Regions from separate parts of the Pan troglodytes genome. Here region 2 is linked to region 1. A link is a contact called in public Hi-C data. All regions are on one chromosome and are shown on one strand. The core of a region is the stretch at or near the end of the contact, and the rest is flanking DNA. Distances in the headings are between cores, read along the strand shown. Region 1 holds the start of LSM5 (LSM5 homolog, U6 small nuclear RNA and mRNA degradation associated). Region 2 holds the start of LOC107966650 (protein C-mannosyl-transferase DPY19L1-like).

Region 1 (3,226 bases), core at 343-2,842:
ACTTTTCTGTTATTCCCTAGAGAACTTAATTTTTGCCAATAAGTCTTCTAAAATGTTACATTTCCTGTGGAATGCAAGAAACTAAATGCTTCATTAGCTAGTGGTGGCAATTACTATTTTTAATACTTCAAAAAAGCATTTCAATTTACTGTTCACTAGCACATTATGACATCATTCCCTTCCAGTGTTTGCTTGCTCATTCAATAACCCTGTTTCTATTTTGTTCTCTTGCCTTCAATACATAGATTGCAAATATTCCATTTCAGATGCTGCATGAAAGATTCAGTGAGGCTGCTGAAAAACGCCTTTATATTTGAACGGTTTGGTAATACACTTTCTCTTATTGCGGTTGATATGGAGAGATTAATCTCTCACCAAAAGGCAAAATCTGGAGAAGATGAAATAGCAAAACTAAGGACCAATGGGAAGGGGGAGGCAAGGTCAATCGACAACCGTACCTAACAGGACAGATTCCAAGGCTTCCATCAGATAAACAAAGGAAGCTGATTTTTCTACGGAGGCTGCATGTGCTGCAAGCTACCTGAAGCATTAGTATGCAAGCCCACTGAGCCTATTACCTTGAAAGCAGAGTCCAAGCACTGAATTTTTCTAGACTCCCATTATAGGTGGACACCCAGAAAGCCAGTGGAGACAATGATGGACGGGGAAGAGAGTGGGGCCGGTCTTCGATGCTTTCCTCCCACTCCACCAAAGCAGGAGTTAAAAACCTACAACCTACACATATCAACCAGCTCCTCCGCTGCTCACAACCATTTTTCAGGGACAGAAGGAAGAGGTTGTGGGGGCTGGGCTTCATGTGGGGCGGGTGGGAGGAGCTGCAAAGGAGTCAGGTTGAGAGGCGAAGGGTCGCGGGCGCTGTGGGGAGGACTGCTCGACGCGAGCTGAGCACACAGAAGCAGGGCAGGGGGGCCCCGGAAGGGGCGAACGCCCGAACGGCTGGGGGCGGGGGCGGGCCCTTTCCTCACCTGGCAGCCCTTCTTGTGGTGAAATCCGACCACCACGATGTGCAGTACGGGCCCCCGGGGGACGCCATCCCCGCCTCTCCTGGCCTTCTCCATGGGCGGCCGCCGCGGGCCCGCACGACGACTTCGACCGCCAAGGGCAGCGGGTCTGACGACCCCACCGTGTGCGGAAAGCCGCGGACTTCGGGTGTCAGCGAGCACAGCACATGAGGGCCGCACAGGGAGATCGGTGGAGGCAAAGCAGCTCCCGCCGCCCCCAGGGCCACAGCCGCCCTTCCCTCATCCGCTTCCGCAGCTTCCGGGCTGTCACCTGACATGGCGGCCGCCGCCGGCGAGGCAGGGCTGGGCAAGGCCGGGAGGGCCCTGACGGGGCGGGGTCTGAGAGGCCGAGGTGGAGCCTGGGGGAGCGGGGTGGGTCTAGGAGAGGAGAGATCGACTCTGTGGGGCGGGGAGGAGCGGGGGGAGGAGCGGGGGGAGGAGCGGGGGGAGGAGCGGGGGGAGGAGCGGGGGGAGGAGCGGGGGGAGGAGCGGGGGGAGGAGCGGGGGGAGGAGCGGGGGGAGGAGCGGGGGGTCCGGGGGGCAGGCGGGTCCGGGTGGGACTTGACGGGGAGCGGCGGGGTGGGGCTTACGTGACCCGGGCGGCTGGGCTTGCAGAACCTGTGGTGTCCGCGGGACCTGGAGGTGCGGCGTGGCACACCTGCTTTTTCCTCCCTGGATTCAATCTCAAAGCACTTCCTTCTCTTTTGCCTTCTTTTTTTCCTCAAAGTTTTCCCACTTCCCTCTTCTCTTCTGTTTTCCTTGCTTTTTCACATCTTTTCGGTTCACTCTCCGAGTGTCCGATTCCTTCACCTCCTTGCCTTTGCCTCTGTGGCCCCCGTCCTTATTCTTAAATATGTAGTAACATGGAGCATACTGGTGAGGTTGCGTATCTGTGTATTCAGCCTTTAAATTACTTGCTTACCCGAGAATTCTTGTTTGTTTCTTTCTAGAGTTTTTTTTTCTTCGTTTAAATATTATGTGTAGGAATCTGAGACGCATTTAAAACCTGAAACAGAATATCCTTGACAACAAAGGAAGTTTACTTGGATACGTGTAAAATGATTATTCTAGTCCTGCGATTTTATAAGAATATTCTTTTCATACCATCTCATTTTGGGTGTAGTACTCTGGTCAATACAAAATATATGGGCTCTGTTGTCACCAGGGTTTTTAAATTCCTTTACTGATTGTACTACGATTTTTTTTTAAGCAGTGAATCTCATGTCAATTTAAAGTGCATTATAGAAAAGATTTAACAAGTCTTATCTAGGACAGTTTTCAAATAACCTAAAGGATAAGTGTCTGCTTCAAATAGAATTCGAGATTACTACAGTAACTGTGATATTTTGCACTTCTGGTCTTGAAAAGTAAGGAGCTCTGTTCTAATCTAAGCATAGCTGAGAAAAACAGTAGGCTTCCTAAATCAAATTTAGTTTCTGTGATTCAGTAGAACTGTTTTAATGCTAATACTGCAGACATTTTTCAAGATGCTGCTATACATTTCTTTTCTGTATTACAAAATTATTGGCATTGGCTCAGAAAACTGTTTAAAACTATATTGCTCCCTGTATGCAGAATATATTAACTGTTTTATTAATATATTAACTGTTTTGAGCTGTCAGCTGTGTGATGTGTTAACTATTAATATTTTCTTGATATAACCTGTCTTGATATTTTCCACAATTGGCATGGCTAAAATTACTGTCTAATTGAACACCTTTTAAAGATGTATATAAGGGCCGGGTGTGGTGGCTCACGCCTGTAATCACAGCACTTTGGGAGGCCAAGGCAGGCAGATCACCTGAGGTCAGGAGTTCTAGACCAGCCTGGCTAACATGGTAAAACCCCCTCTCTAGTACAAAATACAAAAATTAGACCTGTAATCCCAGCTACTCGGACGGCTAAGACAGGAGAATTGCTTGAACCCGGGAGGTGGAGGTTGCAGTGAGCCAAGATTGCACCATCGCACTTCAGCCTGGGGGACAAGAGCGAGATTTCCTCTCAAAAAAAAAAAAAAAAAAGATACATATAAAAACAGGGTCAGGCGTGGTGGCTCATGCTGGTAATCCCAGCACTTTGGGAGGCCGATGCAGGCAGATCACTTGAGGCCAAAAGTTGGAGACCAGCCTGGGCAACATGGTGAAACCCCATCTCTGCTAAAAATACAAAAATTAGCCAGGCATGGTGGTGTGTGTAATCCCAGC
Region 2 (3,231 bases), core at 82-2,581, 170 kb before region 1:
TTACTTTTAAATTATCCCTTCAGTTTATGTTGAGGCTCTTGTCAGAAACAGCTGTGTGAAATTCCTTACTTTATTTTATGCATTGTTATCATATGAGTGTATTATCTGTGACCCAGTAAATAAATAACTAGTAAAAAAAATACTTTTTTATGTGTAAAATGTTAGGACTATGGAATTGTGTAAAATCTTTATATACATTTTTAAAGATTAGTAAAATGAATACTTACATACCCATGACACAGATTAAAAAAATAAATAAATTATCAGAGCTTTCATACCCTTAAAATTCCTTCTTAATGCATTCTCTTTCCTTCCCTCAACCCTCAGAGGAAATGGCATCCTAACTTTTGGACCAATGTTTTCCTTGTTTTTCTTTATGATTATGCCACTCATGTGTATATATTAAATATGGTGTGTTTAGTTTTGAAAAACTGAGTATCAGGCACAAACCTAGCTGCTTAAGGGGAGGACACTATTGCCCTTGTTAGATGAAAGTTCCCAGAAGAAGAGAATTTCTGAGTCATGGTCTTTAGGTTCCCTGAGGGAACTTTCTGAGGCTGTCAGGAGCTCAGCTGAGCTAGGGGAGGGAGCTGAGCTGCCAGGTATTGGAGTGGCTGGTTAAAGCGACAAGGCAAAAGTGAGAGTTAAGCCTTTAATCATTTACTGTAATGGTATAAGTGAGATGTGACGATCAGGATGTCTCACCCCCATCAAAAGGGAACAAAAGGCTCCTGCAGTTTATGGTTCTTGAGGTGGTGGGGCAAAGGAGAAGGGCCAGGAGCCAAAGAGTGCAGAGTCTGAGTCAGAGTGGGGAGCAGCCTCTTCAAGGAGCCCCTCTCTGCCAGCAGAGAATGGGACCAGGAAATAAAGGTGCCTGGGCTAGGAAGGCAAATATAAGAAGAGCTTTATCACCCAGAAATGGCTGAGTCGTTGACTGCAACTCCCCTGAGAGACTACAGTACACTGGCTCTGCACCAAGCCTGGTGTGTGAAGGTCTTCTTTTCCCTGTGAGGCCTGCCAGGCAAAGCCTTGCATATGGCCAGGCCTGAGAAATCCCATATAGATTTTCAACCAGCAGCCTGATTCCTAAGGACATCAGTAGGCAAGGTCATGAGCTAGTCCTGGGATAAATGTGGGACTCAGTCGGTAGGGACATCTGGCAGAAATGTAGTAGCCAGGTACTGAATATCCAGCAGAAATATCATGAGGGGAAGAGCTGTTCCCTCTTTCTAAATTTACCACTGTTTACCCTGGCTCTCTGGAGCATATCAAAGCAGAACAACTTCTGTGAGTGACGTAAGTGTCTTTAACTGATGCCAGCGGTAAAGCATGTGGAGCCAAGATAAAATACAGACAAGAATCTGGTCCAGGCTCATCCAGGCTCACACAAATAAAATGGGGAGATTTTGGGCATGAGTCAGTAAGTACTTGGTTCTGGACTGGCTACCTTCCATGGTTTGTGTACATCTGTCCTCTTGGCATCCCATTGGGATTTCCTTGACTGCTCTCCCCTGTTGGATCTCTTGTGCCCTTATCCTGTTTGTTCTTCTTTCTTGGTTTATTTTCTCACTTTGGTAGACCTCATCTTCTAGTAAGTAGGTCTTGAGAGTAGATAGCTGGGAGGTAAACATTTATGAAACTTTGCATATTTGAAAATGTCTTTATTTGCTTTCGTATTTGGTTCACTGTTTGGCCAAGTATTGAACTCTAGATTTGAAAACATTGTCGTTTGCTTCAGATGGTGCTATTCAGATGTTCCGAAGTTATTTGGATTTCTAAACCTTTGTATGTGACCTTTGCTTCCCCTTCCTCTCTCTGGAAGATTGTAGAATATCTTTGTCTCTATGGTTCTGAAATTTCAGAGCAATACCATCTCAGTGTAGATCTGCTTTTATGTGTTCTCTTAGACACTTGATGGGTTGTTTCAATCTTGTAACTCATGCCTTTGATTTCTGGGAATTTTCTTGAATTATTTCTATACTTATTTCATTCCCTTTGTTTTCTGATTCAGAACTTTTATTGTTTGGATGTTCATAGTTCCCAGTCCTCTAATTTTATTTTATTTTCTTTTTTTCCTCCCATTTTTAAGCTCTTTGGCTTTGTTTTACATTCTAGAACATTTTATCAGCCTTATTTTTTCCAACTGTTCTAATGAGTTTTTATTTTTCATTATCATGCTTTTAATTTCCAAGTAGTTTTGTTTGTTCTATAAACATTCCTTTCTAAAAAATAGTATTTTATTTTTGTTTCATGGATTCAACACATTTTCTCTCTAAGGGTATTAATGATGTTTTTACCCTCCCAGAATAATCTTGGCATCTTCTAGCTTGTGTTTTTTGTTTGTTTGTTTGTTTGTTTTGAGCCGGAGTCTCACTCTGTTACCAGGCTGGAGTGCAATCGCATGATCTCGGCTCACTGCAACCTTCACCCCCTGGGTTCAAGCAATTTTCTCTTGCCTCAGCCTCCCAAGTAGCTGGGACTACAGGCACGTGCCACCACGCCCAGCCAATTTTTGTATTTTTTAGTTGAGATGGGGTTTCACCATGTTGGCCAGGATTGTCTCAGTCTCTTGACCTGGTGATCCGCTCGCCTCAGCCTCCCAAAGTGCTGGGATTACAGGTCTGAGCCACCGTGCCCAGCCTAGCTTGTTTTTTTAAACATCTTTTGGTCTCTACCTTCCATGTTAGGTGCTTTCCTTAGATGTCTGGCAAACTTAGGCTGTCATGATTAAGGCTAGAAGACCGAAAAAAGCTGTATAGAAGCTCTAAATTGTGGGTGGAATCTATTAAGGTTTAGTTTTTATATAGTTTGAATAAATGATGTGAGCAGAACTTAGAGTGACTGCCAGTTCTTTGGTTTGCCTTTAGATGTAAAAGAAAATATAAAGTAACAGAGGTCTTTTAGGGTTGTAAAAGGGAGGTGCAGTGTTTTATTAGGTTAACTAAAATGGAAGATTATAGACAATTTTTAAAGAAGTGCTTGAGTAGAGGGGAGAACACCTAAATGAGTTTAAGAGACTCTGTCTTCTATGTGAGAATGGAATAAGGTAGTGTTTGCAAAGGACCCAGAAGAATGCTTGCCTTCCAAAATATTTTTTGATTGAATAAATTCATAATTAATAAAATATTGAAAGAAAAACTTAGCTTATGGTTGCCATATATGAAAGGTACAATAAAAATATATTATCTATCACATAAGCTTTACTAGCATTTACCAATTTAGGAAGTATTT

The links. Hi-C and Micro-C count contacts between places; a contact is called where the count stands out from the background.
Region 2: a Hi-C map of induced pluripotent stem cells shows a contact between it and region 1, with 2.1 times the contacts expected there. The contact joins the promoter of LOC107966650 here to the promoter of LSM5 in region 1. A contact is called at or near these places in 2 of 7 Hi-C or Micro-C datasets (induced pluripotent stem cells and stem cell-derived neural progenitor cells).

Annotation. Positions count from the first base shown.
Region 1 is chr6:38,259,094-38,262,319 of NHGRI_mPanTro3-v2.0_pri, reverse strand. It overlaps LSM5 (LSM5 homolog, U6 small nuclear RNA and mRNA degradation associated), which reads left to right and starts at 1,592. Exons shown (of 5, transcript XM_016957243.4): 1 at 1,592-1,664. AVL9 (AVL9 cell migration associated) reads right to left here and starts at 1,557. Exons shown (of 18, transcript XR_010158419.1): 1 at 987-1,557.
Region 2 is chr6:38,431,339-38,434,569 of NHGRI_mPanTro3-v2.0_pri, reverse strand. It overlaps LOC107966650 (protein C-mannosyl-transferase DPY19L1-like), which reads left to right and starts at 1,331. Exons shown (of 12, transcript XR_010158431.1): 1 at 1,331-1,420.